2 separate regions of the Hordeum vulgare genome follow, and region 2 is linked to region 1. A link is a contact called in public Hi-C data. All regions are on one chromosome and are shown on one strand. The core of a region is the stretch at or near the end of the contact, and the rest is flanking DNA. Distances in the headings are between cores, read along the strand shown.

What was found. Hi-C and Micro-C count contacts between places; a contact is called where the count stands out from the background.
Region 2: a contact with region 1 is called in a Hi-C map of leaf, with 1.9 times the contacts expected there. The contact joins the enhancer-like site here to the promoter of LOC123443079 in region 1. A contact is called at or near these places in 2 of 6 Hi-C or Micro-C datasets (leaf and seedling) and 1 of 1 datasets of contacts at active chromatin or transcription factors (embryo).

The regions. Positions count from the first base shown.
Region 1 is chr3H:86,282,977-86,289,778 of MorexV3_pseudomolecules_assembly, reverse strand. It overlaps LOC123443079 (NF-X1-type zinc finger protein NFXL2), which reads left to right and starts at 2,917. Exons shown (of 13, transcript XM_045119330.1): 1 at 2,917-4,182; 2 at 4,656-4,769; 3 at 4,845-4,900; 4 at 5,216-5,282; 5 at 5,558-5,650; 6 at 5,875-5,960; 7 at 6,056-6,218; 8 at 6,371-6,571; 9 at 6,711-6,802. The coding sequence starts at 2,989.
Region 2 is chr3H:86,681,704-86,688,505 of MorexV3_pseudomolecules_assembly, reverse strand. No RefSeq gene overlaps it. Among protein-coding and RNA genes, the nearest start is that of LOC123439586, 55 kb to the right of the region's middle. Within about 2 kb of position 3,800, at least 3 of the 3 cell types and tissues checked have open chromatin away from gene starts, as enhancers often do. A contact at or near this core is called in leaf and seedling, where this site is marked.

The DNA.
Region 1 (6,802 bases), core at 1,668-4,167:
TCAGCAAACTATGGTGTACTATGAGAAACATTGACCACATCTAGTTGTTCATCAGGAGAGCTATCATTAATAGGTAGTGGGTCATCAAGGACATTTTCTAACCTAGACAAGTAATCAGCTACGAGGTTCTTAGCTCCTTTCCTACCAATGATATGCAAATCAAATTCTTGTAGCAAGAGAACCCACCTAATAAGTCTAGGCTTAACATCTTTCTTTTCCATAAGGTATTTAATAGCAACATGATCAGTGCGAGCAATTACTTTAGAATCAGCAATGTAAGATCTGAATTTATCACAAGCAAATATAACTGCCAAGGGGTATGGACCGCACCCTGGTGGGTAGTGGAGGCCGTGGGCCTCCATTTACGTTGACTCTACCTCCCAAAAAACACATATATTCCAAAATAATTCTCTGTAAATTTTTATCGCGTTTGGACTTTGTTTGATATGGATATTCTGCGAAACAAAAAACATGCAACAAACAGGAACTGACACTTGGCACTGGATCAATACGTTAGTCCAATAACTCATATAAAATGTTGCCAAAAATATGTGAAAGTTGTATAATATTGGCATGGAACAATAAAAATTATAGATACGACGGAGATGTATCAGTGGGCACACCACCGCGCGACCCGCACCTCGTGACCCCTCCAGGCGGAGGGCCTCATGGGAAGCCGCCTTACGAGGGGCTCGCGAGACTGCGTGCTGTCGTAGATGATCATCTTGAAGATCCTCCTCTCGTAGAGGGGGGCCTCACGAGGCCACGCCTCACGAGGTGTCTTGCACTTGTGGCCCCCGTCTTTGGGTCGTCTCTCGAGTCAATTGTTCAGGCGTCACTTCCTCGGCTGCAGGCAGGCGGGCTGCGATACCCTGGTTTCCACTGAGACGACACATACTACTCGCCATCAAACCACACACTCATCGCCACAAAGAAGGCTTCTAGGTCACCACATACTATGCCCGCTTGTCTCCAAATCAAACTCTCACTAGCCACACGAGGAAGAACACGTGAGGTGCCCGGAGTCATGCCCTCAAACACTATGGAGTTTTTTTTCCGCTTCCACAACTCCCACACGAGGAACAGATGTATGGCATGAATCGTCTTGTGTGGCGGCTAGAGAGAGTCAGCCTCGTGCACCACTCTTGTAGCTTGTCATTCACCGAGCATATGTATGGCTATTGTTACCTTGCTACCACTAATATCATATTACTATGCTACTAATAAATCGTTACAAGGAAGTGATTCTCACGTGTGCTTGAATTGACAACTCAAGTGCTGAAGCTTATAAATATTCCTTGACTTGGGTTTCTTTGGCTTGCCTTGTAAATATTCTGTTTTATTTTCTTTGTTTGCTTGTTTTAATGTGTCTATGGCTTATATTTGGGGACATGAATTCTGAAAATATTAAGGTACACTAGAGATTAATTGGGAATGATTATGATTTTTATTGATAGTGCGAAAGTGAATGATTTATTTATGTTATACTTACCTGTCTCAGGAGTTCTATTAAGTTTTGTGTGAACAAACTTTTCATGTTTTGGGCGAGATGACAATGAAAGAAGAATAATGAGCAACAATACTCTAAAATTGAGGATTCCCAAAGCATCCTAAGGTAATATATAAGGAAGACTCAAGCAGCATGCCGCCATGGATGCCCTTTTGTGCAAGCGTTGATCTCACCGGTAACAGGGGTCTCCCTCCCTTGATGTATCTGTCACACATGCATACATCCCTCCAAGAGTTGATTTCCTCAACGAGGAGAAGTGTCACATGTAGTCCTATGGTCGGTGTCTGGTGCGGTGACCAGCGTGCACACACCACCGTGATGGCAAGAAGGGATTGTTTGAGCCTGAGCTTGTCCATGGCCATGACGTCCGACATATGATTCTTTTTTGCATCAAAGATCTTGTTGTGGTTTTCTGCAACAACAATTGTGTTGCAAAGGACGGTGGCGAACAATAACCGCCTGCAACCCGGCGACTACATCTGTCCTTTCCATCACCGATCAATGTGCATTTAATTTTGTGTCTAACATCAACGTGCATTACAGGTACATATTTACTAACACTAAAGAAAATTCTTTTTCTGTAACTAAATACTTGTTATTGGAGAAGATCAATACAAGTTCCTCAGCTGTAAGTATTGTGGTTCAGACCATGCAAAAAAAGTATTGTCATACAGAGGGAGTACATATCAATTCTAAAAGTAAAAATACTTAAGTTATAGGTGTATGAAGTATCTTGAACCTAACTACAAAAGCTGCATTCCCCTCAGGGCATGTACAATAGGTAGCCTCAACCCGTTGCCCCGCAGGTCCAGGTAGGTTCGGAGTTTGGTTCGGGCAAAAAGCTATAGCCTCGCAGGCGATAGTGTAGCCTGCAGAAGACCCGGACTCTTCGGCTGTGAAAGCTGAGAAAAACAAGAAAAGTTGAAGCAATCCTGATGCATGTGAGGAGAGATACAGACAGAGGGAAAGAAAAATGATATGCATGTGAAAAGGATGATGTTGCTAGACTGCAGCCTCCGTTGGAAAAACAAAATCATACTCCCTCCGTTTCTAAATATAAGTCTTTCTAAGAGTTTCACTAATGGACTACGTACGGATGTATATAGACATATTTTAGGATATAGATTCACTCATTTTGCTCCGTATGTAGACAACTAGTGAAATATCTTAAAAGACCTATACTCCCTTCATTCCTAAATATAAGTCTTTTAAGAGATTTCACTAAAGGACTACATACGTAGCAAAATGAGTGAATTTATACTCTAAAGTATGTCTATATACATTCGTATGTAGTCCTTTAATGAAACCTCTAAAAAGACTTATATTTAGAAACGGAGGGAGTACTATTTAGGTACGGAGGGAGTAGACGACAGGTTTAATATTTTTTGCTTAGTTTAAGAGTGCTGCCTCCATGTACTACATGCCCTCACAAATCTCGCGCGCACCACCGATCTCCAGCGACCGCCTCAACGCCGGCGATGCCGTCCTCCTACGCCGCGGCCACCGCATCGTCTTCGCGGAAACTAGCCCCTTCCACTAGTGCCACTGCCGCCACCCGTAAACCAGCACCCTTGCCTGCACCCGCGCCCCCGCCGTCGAACCCTAGCCACGTCTCAGATTCTGACCCCTCGTCCTACTCCTCCTCCGGGGAAGAGACCGATCTCAGCGCCTGTGACCCGGCGACTGCGTCCGTCCTCTCCACCTACCTCTCCGTCGCCGGAAATGGCGCCGACCTCTCGAAAGTCGGCATCTTTCTCAACTCCGCCGCGCGCCGCCGGTCACCGCCGTGCCTGATCTGCTTGGACCCCATCCGCCCCTCCGATCCCGTCTGGTCCTGCTCCGCCTCATGCTTCGCCCTTCTCCACCTCCCCTGCATCCAATCATGGGCACACCAGTCAGCCTCCGCCGCTCCTTCCCCCACCTGGGGCTGCCCCAAGTGCCGCGTCGCCTACCCCAAATCCCAGACCCCCACCTCCTACCACTGCTTCTGCTCCAAGACCGAAGACCCTCCTGCGGACCCCTGGATCCTCCCCCACTCTTGTGGCGACGTCTGCGGCCGCCGCCTGAATTCAAATCACGACTCCGGCTGCGAGCACACCTGCCTCCTGCTTTGCCACCCCGGACCATGCCCTCCATGCCCGGCTGTTGTTCCTAATGCTCGGTGCTTCTGCGGGGCGCACCGTGAGCCCCGGCGCTGTGCGCATCAGCGTTATTCTTGTAAGGGTAAATGCAATAAACGCCTTAGCTGTGAACTCCACCGCTGTCCGGTGGATTGCCATGATGGGCCATGCCCACCGTGTGCTGTGCAGGGGAATCACAAATGTGAGTGTGGAGAGACAATGGTGGAGAGATTGTGCTCTGAAAGAGTTTTCCAGTGCAAGAGGGAGTGTAGTGGGATGCTGGAGTGTAGGAAGCATAGGTGTGAGAGGGGATGCCATGGTGGAAAGTGTGGTGAATGTCCGCTTCGTGGGCGGCGGACCTGCCCTTGTGGCAAGAAGGATTATCCAAGGTTGGAGTGTGATGTGGAGGCTGCCACATGTGGATCGACTTGTGAGAAGGTGCTTGGGTGCGGACGGCACAAGTGCCCCGAGCGGTGCCATCGTGGCCCGTGTGACGTGACCTGCCGGCTTGTGATAAAGAAGTCCTGCCGCTGTGGGGTTCTGAAAAAGGAGGTATGTATCTACAGAACATGTTTGTGATCACACTCTTTAAACTTGCATCTACAGAACATGTTTGTGATCACACTCTTTAAACTTGCAAGTAGTAAGCAAAACAGATATTCAAGCATTTGCAAGCAGTTAACAATACTAAACTAGTTGCACCTGATTGGCAGGATGGTATCTGCAAGCAATTGCTGCATGTAAAGACCAGTTGTTTAACTCCACTTTTAGGTAGTTCTTAGTAGTTAGTGAACAAACATAGAATGCCTGAATGCTCATGTGATTCAAATGGATTTTTGAGACCAACATTACCCCTTGCAATGCATACTACCTAACAGAGAAACAATAAGTAGCAATTGGTTATTTTTCTTTCTCCTTAATCTGGTCCAGTAATAATGCTACAGCTTGTTAGGTGTACTTCTATAATATTGCTTATTAGACAGCAAATGGATAAATTCCCCAATTCTTGTGATGCATTATATCAGCTGCCTTGCCACCAAGACTTGACCTGCGAAAGGAAATGTCAGCGTTCACGTGCCTGTGGACGCCACGCTTGTAAACGACGTTGTTGTGTTGGGGATTGCCCACCCTGCGCAGAGGTACATCTTTTTTCTCTCCTTTCATGATTTTGGCTCGTTTCAAGTTTCAAGCACTAAAAAGATCTATGCTTGTAGACTTGTGATAGGAAGCTCAAATGTGGAAACCATAAGTGTCTCTCTCCATGCCACAGGTATTGCCCTAATCAACGGTGCATCTTTGGCTTGTCATTTGCTATTGTTTAGTTCTACTTGCATTGCTACAGGCATACATGTATGTGCTCTCATTTTGAACTGCAAGACCATGTTAAAATACCAGAAGTGCCACCACACGGCAGATGTCAAAAACTCAAAATATGTTGTGTTGTTCTGCTCTGGAATAGCACCGTTTCTTTTTTGGATGGAAAATCTGTGTCTGTAGTTTTGACTTTTGAAGCTTTGATCTTGGTTCATTTGTATGAACTGAAATCCTACTTTTCTAGTAACATTTTGTTCTTTTTGTTTGCCAGAGGCGTTTGTTCACCTTGTCCTTTGATGAAGACCATCTCATGCTTCTGTGGGAAAACATACTTTGAGGTTGAAATTGGTAGACTCTTAGTTCTGTTGTTCATTTTGTTGTATGAGTTATATTCGGTCATATCTACTTCCTTAGATGACCAGGACACATAATTAGCACGCAACAGCTGCACGCTCAGGAGACCTATTTTTACACGATCTTGTGCACTTCCCTAAATGTTAATTCTTGCTCCAGTTTCGTTATATAGTACAAGTTCCTCATCAGTGTATCTCCTGTCCTGACCCACTAATTGCTAAGTTTCCTTCGTAGATTTGAATGCATAATTCTCTTGTAGGTTCCTTGCGGGACCGAGAAGAATCAGAAGCCTCCCAAATGCTCAAAAAGATGCAATATAGATCGTCTTTGCAGACACAAGCTTGATTGCCGGGTAAACTGTTCCGTCTCTTTTCTGTAACATTGTCATTGCTCATTAATGTTAATTTCTGGACAAATTTTATTGCTGATTGCCACTGCAAGGGTATTTGTCACATTGTTGTTGTTCAAAGTTTGTTCTTGTGAATTTAGTTGCATGTCATTCCTGAGTGTTTAATTACTTAGGCTATTATGAATTGATCCTCAGAATTTACTTGACATTTGATCTCCTTTCTTTAGCCCCATAAATGCCACTATGGAGCCTGTCCACCTTGCAAACTGATCTGCGGGGAAGAATTTTCTTGTGGCCACAAGTGTAAAGAAAGGTTTAGTGTTTACTTTATATGCTGAGTGTGTCATTGCAGCAGTATACCACGAACTACAGTGTCCTCTGATGTCTATCAATCTTAACACTACCCAGGTGTCATGGTTCTATTCCTCCACCGAACCCTGAGTTCACAGTTAAACCAATGAAAAAGAAAATGGAAAAGCATATAGAGTGTACGCCTGGAACTCCATGCCCACCATGCCAAGAAGTAGTCTTGGTGCCATGTTTTGGAGAGCATCTAGGCCAAGAACGTGCAGTAAGTTTTGAACAACATGGTCATCTTTTGGTCAATTTACCTCCTCCCCCAACCCCCCCACCCCCCACTCTTGCACATTTGAGCATGCCTCACATGTGCTTGCTTGTACACCTGATTATAACATACAATTTCTTTTTTTCATGTTTTTGCAGATACCTTGCTCCAAAAGCAGGCAATTTCCCTGTCAGAATTTATGTGGAAACCTTCTCCACTGTGGTAACCATTATTGCACAAAGGATTGCCATGTGTTAGAGATTCCATCGGATCAACGTAAGGCTGATGCCATATTATCTCTCAGTAGAAAGAACACTCTTGCCGAGCCTTGCGAAAGATGCAATCTTCCTTGTCAAAGGGTCAGTTCCTTTTTTGTTTCGCTTTGCAATACCTTCAGTTTCGTTGTTTTGTTTATAAACTTTAATATGAAATGGCTAGTTGAGCTCCGCATCTTTCTTTTAAGCTGGTGCATGATGTTTAGTCTTAATGCTTCGCCAGGCCAGGGATCCTCCTTGTTCACATCCTTGCCCTTTGCGGTGTCATCTAAGCGATTGTCTACCTTGCAAAGCCCTTGTTAAAAGATCATGTCA
Region 2 (6,802 bases), core at 2,551-5,050, 400 kb before region 1:
GAACCATGAGTTGGTCGCGAGATCTTATGAGTTTCACCTCTAGCCTACGCCAACTTGTTTGGGACTAATGGCTTTGTTGTTGTTGTTGTTGTTGTACATTTTCTAAAAACTATATTAATATTTTTTTTGGATGCATGATCAACATTCTTTTCTATACACATTTAACCTACTTTTACAAATCCTTGATTAATAATTTTCAAATACGAGTCTAACATTTTTTAATGCATGAACTAAAAAATTCTTTGCACATTTTTTTTTCAAATGCTTAATTAACATTTTTCAAATAACAGCTTAACATTTTTTGAAAACATGACCAACATTTTTGATACACATTTATAATTTTTCAAATTCTCCATTAATGTTTTTCAAAAAAAATGATCAACATATTTTGAATACATGATCAACATGTTTTCTAGACACATTTAAGATTTTTTTCAATTGCTTGATTACTATATTTTTAATAAAACGTCAACATGTTTTTCAATAGATGGTCAATATTTTTCTATACACATTAACATTTTGTCAATATGCATTTAACATTTTTCCACTGGTTGATTAACATTTTAAATAATGTATTAACGTAAAGTCTTATTGTAATATATTTATTTTAAATACTTGGAATTATAAGAAAGGAAAAAAATATAAAAAAAGTAAAATAAACAAAAGAAATGATGCTCTGGCCGCTCGCGACGAGCCTGTCATGTGACACCTCCTTTCAAGCAAGTCTTCATCTAACTTGATTGGAAAGGTCAGTTCTGAACATTGTTATCGTTCGGCTAATCAAGGGGCGCATCTGCTATTCTTACTGTAATAAAACGTCTAGTTTGTGAATGAACGAGCCTCTAGATTGTGTGGTTGCTAAGCTCGCAGACAATGTATCTTTAATTCTCTATTGATAAAGCTATCTATGATGGCCTTCTCTCAATTTATTTTTTTGCTATAGCGAGGAATGGCCGTGCTCGAGCCTATGTGCAGCCCACAATGAGCCCTACCATTAGGTGCGGCTCGCCTGGTGATGTTATTTTACCTTTTTTTTTCTTTCTTCTTGCGTTTTTGACTTACAATTTTGTTTGGTTTTTAGAGTTGATTTTAAATTTTTTATTTTAAAAATATGTTCTAAATATATTTATTAAGTTTTCACATATTTTTTAGAAAATGTTAACCTCGTATTTAGATAATATTAAAAGTGTATACATATTTTTATGTATTTGCATAACATAAAATGTGAATAGAAAAAAGTAGGCACATGTGTAAGAAAATGTGTATATATTTTCAAAAATGTTTGTGTAATTATGAAAAAGGAATGTTACACTACAAATATAAGTTGCCAAAAGTTAATGTGTTCGAAACATTCTCAAACATGTTTGTACAATGTGGAAAAAGCTTGCATAGTTCATAAAAATGTTTTTTCATGGAACAAATGTTCCATTGTATTTAATGTTTTGTAAAAAGGATGAAAGCATTATTTTTTTAAATGTTGAAATGATGCTTGAAAAATGTGTTACATTTATAAAAAATGTATCTATACATACGAAAAATGTAAAGCATGCATTGAAAAAAGTAGACATAAAAATCTACATTAAAAAATATATTTCATGCATTTTATATATTTGTAACGTATAATATTTTTTTACAATACATATGCAAATTGTAGACTTGTGTTAAAAAACCAATAGAAAACTAATCAATACCAAAATAAAGAAATATAAAATGAAAAAAATAAACACCAAAGTATGAAAAAAAAGAATTGTAATTAACAAACAAAGAAAAACATAGAAAAAATAATGAGAATAAAAATAAAACAGGACTAAAAATTAAGAAATGTAACTGAGGAAACCAAATGAAAAAGCAAAGAAAACCACCAGAAAAATAAAGAAGGAAAAAAAGAAATGAAAAAAATAATTTAAATGGAAAAAATCATGGAAATTAATGAATAAATCAAACAAAATACCAGAAAGGAATGGAAAAAATTGACCGAGCTTATAGTGATCGACAGGAGTAGCAGGGATTACGGCTAAATGGGTTAGCCCGCTATTGTGTCGTCCGTAGCAGTTGCGGTGCGAGGAATTCAATGGTGTGTACTCAATTGAATCTTGTGTGGACAGGAATTTGCATTTGTAGGATTTTTTTGCATGATATTTATTTGTTGTAGGATGTGTTTTACAAAAAGCTATGTAGTCAATGGACTACACACCTCATGTGTAGCTTAGTCACTAGTTCGTAGGAGATTCATATTAGGAATTAGAACGGGCGACATATAGTTGTCGCACCCGTTATAGTTATTTTTTAAAACCATTGCAACCCCTCCCCCGCCAGCCTTGGGCTCGTCCCATTAGTTATGTGTATATACTTTGAATGCGTCAATTTTATTAAATTCATAAAATTTTCAAATTTGTGAAAATTTTCAAATGCTCAATTCCATGAATATTGTTTGAATGCTTTTTATAGAAAAAGTTGTGACTTATTTTAAAATCCATGAATGTTTTCAAATCCACGATTATTTTGAATTTCTGAACTTTTCTAGTCGATGAACTATTTTCAAAATCTATGATAGTTTTAGCCTATTTTTAAATTTTATGACATTTTTATTTTTATGGGAATTATTTTAATTCCTGATTTTTGAATTTCTCACATTTTCTTGAAGAGTTAACTGTCAACGGTGGATCCTCAACCGCGATGGGTCAACTACCGAACCAAGAAACCAGGCAAACAAGAGAACAAGTGTCTCGCGAGCAAGTAGCCTCCTTGTTGTAAGGCCGGCCACGGTGCAAGGGTTGCATGAGCATTGGATCCTTTACCTCGCGCTTAAGGCACTAGGGAGGGGCATTTCCTATTTAGCGCTGCACGCGCTTGTTATAGGGCATTTTCGCAAACGGGTGCGTGCAGCTGCTGCGAGCTGGGTGGGCTCTTGTATATCTTCTTATTTTCTATTTTAACGTTCAAAAAATGCGCGCCAATCGGGAGTTCTAATTCATGATATGCTGCAATGGCAACAACAAAGTTACCACTAGGCTAGTGCTTCCTAATTTGTTTTTTTTCTTTTTATTTGGATATTCAATCACAAGAAACTTTTTGTTTTCCAATCCGGTTTTCCCTGGTTCACTCGTCATTTCTGGGGCGGTTTTATTTGTGTTTTCTTTATTTCTTTTCCTTTCTTAAATGTGTTTTCTTTGTTCATCGATTTTTTTTTTGAAATGATGATTTTGTTAAAAAATGAACTTTTGTTCAATACGATGAATTTTTTTCATATTTGCTGAACATTTTTCAAATTCGATGATTTTTTTTCCAAATTTGTTGAACTTTTTTCCAAAATTGGTGAACTTTTTGAAAAAACAGTGAATTTTTTTCAGATTCGATGAAATCTTTTCAAATTTGATGATATCTTTTTCAAATTTGATGTTTTTTCAAATTCAATTAAAATTTTCCCAAAATTGGTGATCTTTTTGAAAAATCAGTGAACGTTTTTCAGATTTGGTGAACACATTTCAAATTCGATGAACTTTTTTCAAATTCGATGATTATTTTTCAAAATAGTTGAACTTTTTCAAAATCTATGAACCTTTTTCAAAATTAATGTTTTTCTAAATTTGATGAACTTTTGAAAAAAATGAATGAACTTCTTCAAAACTTGTGAACCTTTTTCAACTATCGATTTTCTTATGAATTCTTTTTTTCAAAGTCAACGGTTGACTTGTCAACCACAACCGTTGCGAGCAAGCACGCCGGGCGAGTCGAGTGCTAGGAGCGCCACGCTCTTGTAACTGGGCCGGCCCAAAACCAGTCTACGCCGGTTCCTGGGTCGGGCGCGAGGTCTCTCTGTCTGACGAGGTACCATTATGGTGCGCATCATGTTGGGTCAGCCCAATAATCCTCATGTGGGTTAGTTTTTCATTCTTCTTTTTCATTTGTTCATATTTTCGAAAACAAACTATGTACATATACTCCAAATTTATATTAACTAAATAAGTAAAGAATTGCTAACTCGATAAATGTGAACGTAGTCTATTAAAATTGTTATTGTATTTTTTTAGTGTTGACAGCAATAGAAAAAGTGTTTGTGACATTTGAAGAATGTTAACGTGTTTAAAAAATGATGTGGTCTTTTTACAAAATATACAATGTAAATAAAATATTTGTAAAATTTTAAACTAATGTTTCATATCATTCACAAAAAATGTAAGTTAATTTGGATTTTTTTTGCATGTTTCTGGATTTTAAGCATTTAAAAATGTTTATGGAAAAATCACATATTTAAAAAATCATTTTCTTATTGGAAAATATTCGACATGCTTGATTTTTCTAGTCAAAAGATGTGTTTGAAATAATGTTAATCTTGTATTTGGAAGAAGTGTTTTATATGTACAAAAACATATAATGTGCGTATGATAAAAGTAGACAAAAAACATATAATTTAAAAATGTTAGTCATGTATTTGAAAATTGTACACCGTGTAGTTGAAAATTGTTCAATGTGCATAAAACAATGTTCAATACGTACACTAAAAATGTGCATGTGGACTGAAATAAGACATGTATTCAAAATCGAGAAAAACTTGTGAAGAAACAAAAGAAAACCAAAGAAATCGATGCATAATAGTGAAACTCACAGAAACCAAAGAAAGCGAAAACCAAAAATGAGAGAAAAATAATAATTTAAAGAAAAAGGAGAAAAAACACAAAAAATCAGGAAAAGTCACGCATAAAACTAAGAAAAGAATACGCATTCAAAAGTCTGTTGTGCATTAATTTCAAAATGGGTTGGCATGCATTGTAGCTACCCGATAGCTCTTGAGACGAGAGGAGATTCTATCAAATTATAAGCCAGATATAGCTCATGTCTCTTGTGTTTGCCCGTCCACAATCTTCACACTTTTCTTTCATTGACGTAGGAGCGACGTGAGCAAAACCACTTCAGGCGATGTCATGGCCGCCGTGCTCTGCATCCTCCGCCTCGGCCCATACTATGGGATCGAGATGAGACGTCTAGAAGGGAGGTGAATAGACTACTTGACCGAATAAAAAATATTTTTTTCTCAATTTTATTGGTTGATGAGTTTTAGCAATTCTAGCAAATCTAGCACACCCTACACATGCAGTTCTACAAATATAGCCGCGAAAAATAAAGACATGCACATGTAAGTAAGGAGTAGAGATAGAATAATTAAACACAATGAAGGCACATATATTTTTGGAGTTGTTCTGATATGTGGTGTTATTGTACGTCCATGTTGATGAAAACTTCAACCCATAGAGGGTAACGGTTGCACGAGTCCATGGAGGGCTCCACGTACAAAGGATCCACGGGGACGCAACCTTGTCTATTTCATCATGGCTTACGCCCACGAAGGACTAGCTCCATTCGGGGTAGATCTTCACGAAGTAGGCAATCTCCTTGCCCTTACAAACTTCTTGATTTAACTCCACACGATTTGGAGGTTTCCAAGTGACACCTAACCAATCTAGAAGGCACCACTCTACAAAAGGTAATAGATGTGGTATTGATAATTAACTCCTTGCTCTAGTGCTTCAAAAGATAGTCTCCTCAATAGTCAATCACACTCTCACTGATTTAGCTTGGTAGAAGAGATTGATTGGGTGAAAAGAAACTTGGGGAGGCTAGAAATCAAGATTCATATGGTTGAAGTAGAAGATCTTGATCTCAACACATGAGTAGGTGGTTCTCTCTCAGAAAATAAATGGTGTAAGTGATTGCTTGTTCTGAGTGATCTCTCAACGAATGAGAGGTAGATGGAGGGGTACTATATAGACATCTCCAAAAATCCAGTCATTACAACATTATTGTCCAACTCGATGGAACCGAAGTAAAAAACTTTGTTGCATCGACTAGTGCAAAATGCTCTAACTTTTGGGTTCTCGGTGAGACCGATTCGGTTGACCTAGGAAGTTCCATAGACTCGGTGAGGTCGATTTGTAAAACTCGGAAATTCCGGTTTTAGGCAAATGGGCAACATCAAGTTGGTCACTTCTATTCGGCTGTACGGAAGTGAGTCTCGGTTGTACCGATTTGCTAGGGTTTGGCTTGACTTCTGTCTAAGGAAATCTCAGTGTGACCCATATGTAGAAAGTTGGTGGCACCGAATTTGACTTTAGGGTTTTGAAGAGAATATTTTGTGGGAGAAATGTTGAGGCTTTTGGTGGCTAATCTCTAAGCACTTTGAGCAACCAAATCATCATATATACCTCATCCTCTTTCAATGGTATTGTCTTTTCTATGGACTCAAATGCAATTTTTCATATAAATATATAATATAGAGTCTTGAAGCTTGAAGCTTTGTCAATCCTATTCTTTTCCTTCTTGGGGATCCTCCTCACTATTCCCAGTGACTACAATCTTTGGAGTTAATATGAAGTACACTAGGTAGAATTGTTAGTCCAAGCGAGATAATGTATGTTGTCATGAATTATCAAAACCTCCAAGGGAGCATATGTGCTTTCAATATCCCCCTTTTTGGTAATTGATGACAACATACAATATACAATCAAAGCTTCAATTTAGAATAAACACTAAAATCGGATAGCTTTGAGAGACATATTGTTAGAGCATATTTCTCCATGTGTGGTTTTGGTAATTGATGACAATCCCTATGGACTAATGGTTGCCTTGAGTTATATTCGACGGATTTGTCCATAGGCACTTCTTGAAGTCCAACTGTTGGTTTCAAGGGGTTTATATGGTGACCAAGGTGGTATTCAAGGTTTTATACAAAGATTGGTCATGTGAGAGTTGAGCTTATTGCGAGCATATCTTGAAGAAGAAGATTGTGTGAATATTCATGTTTACC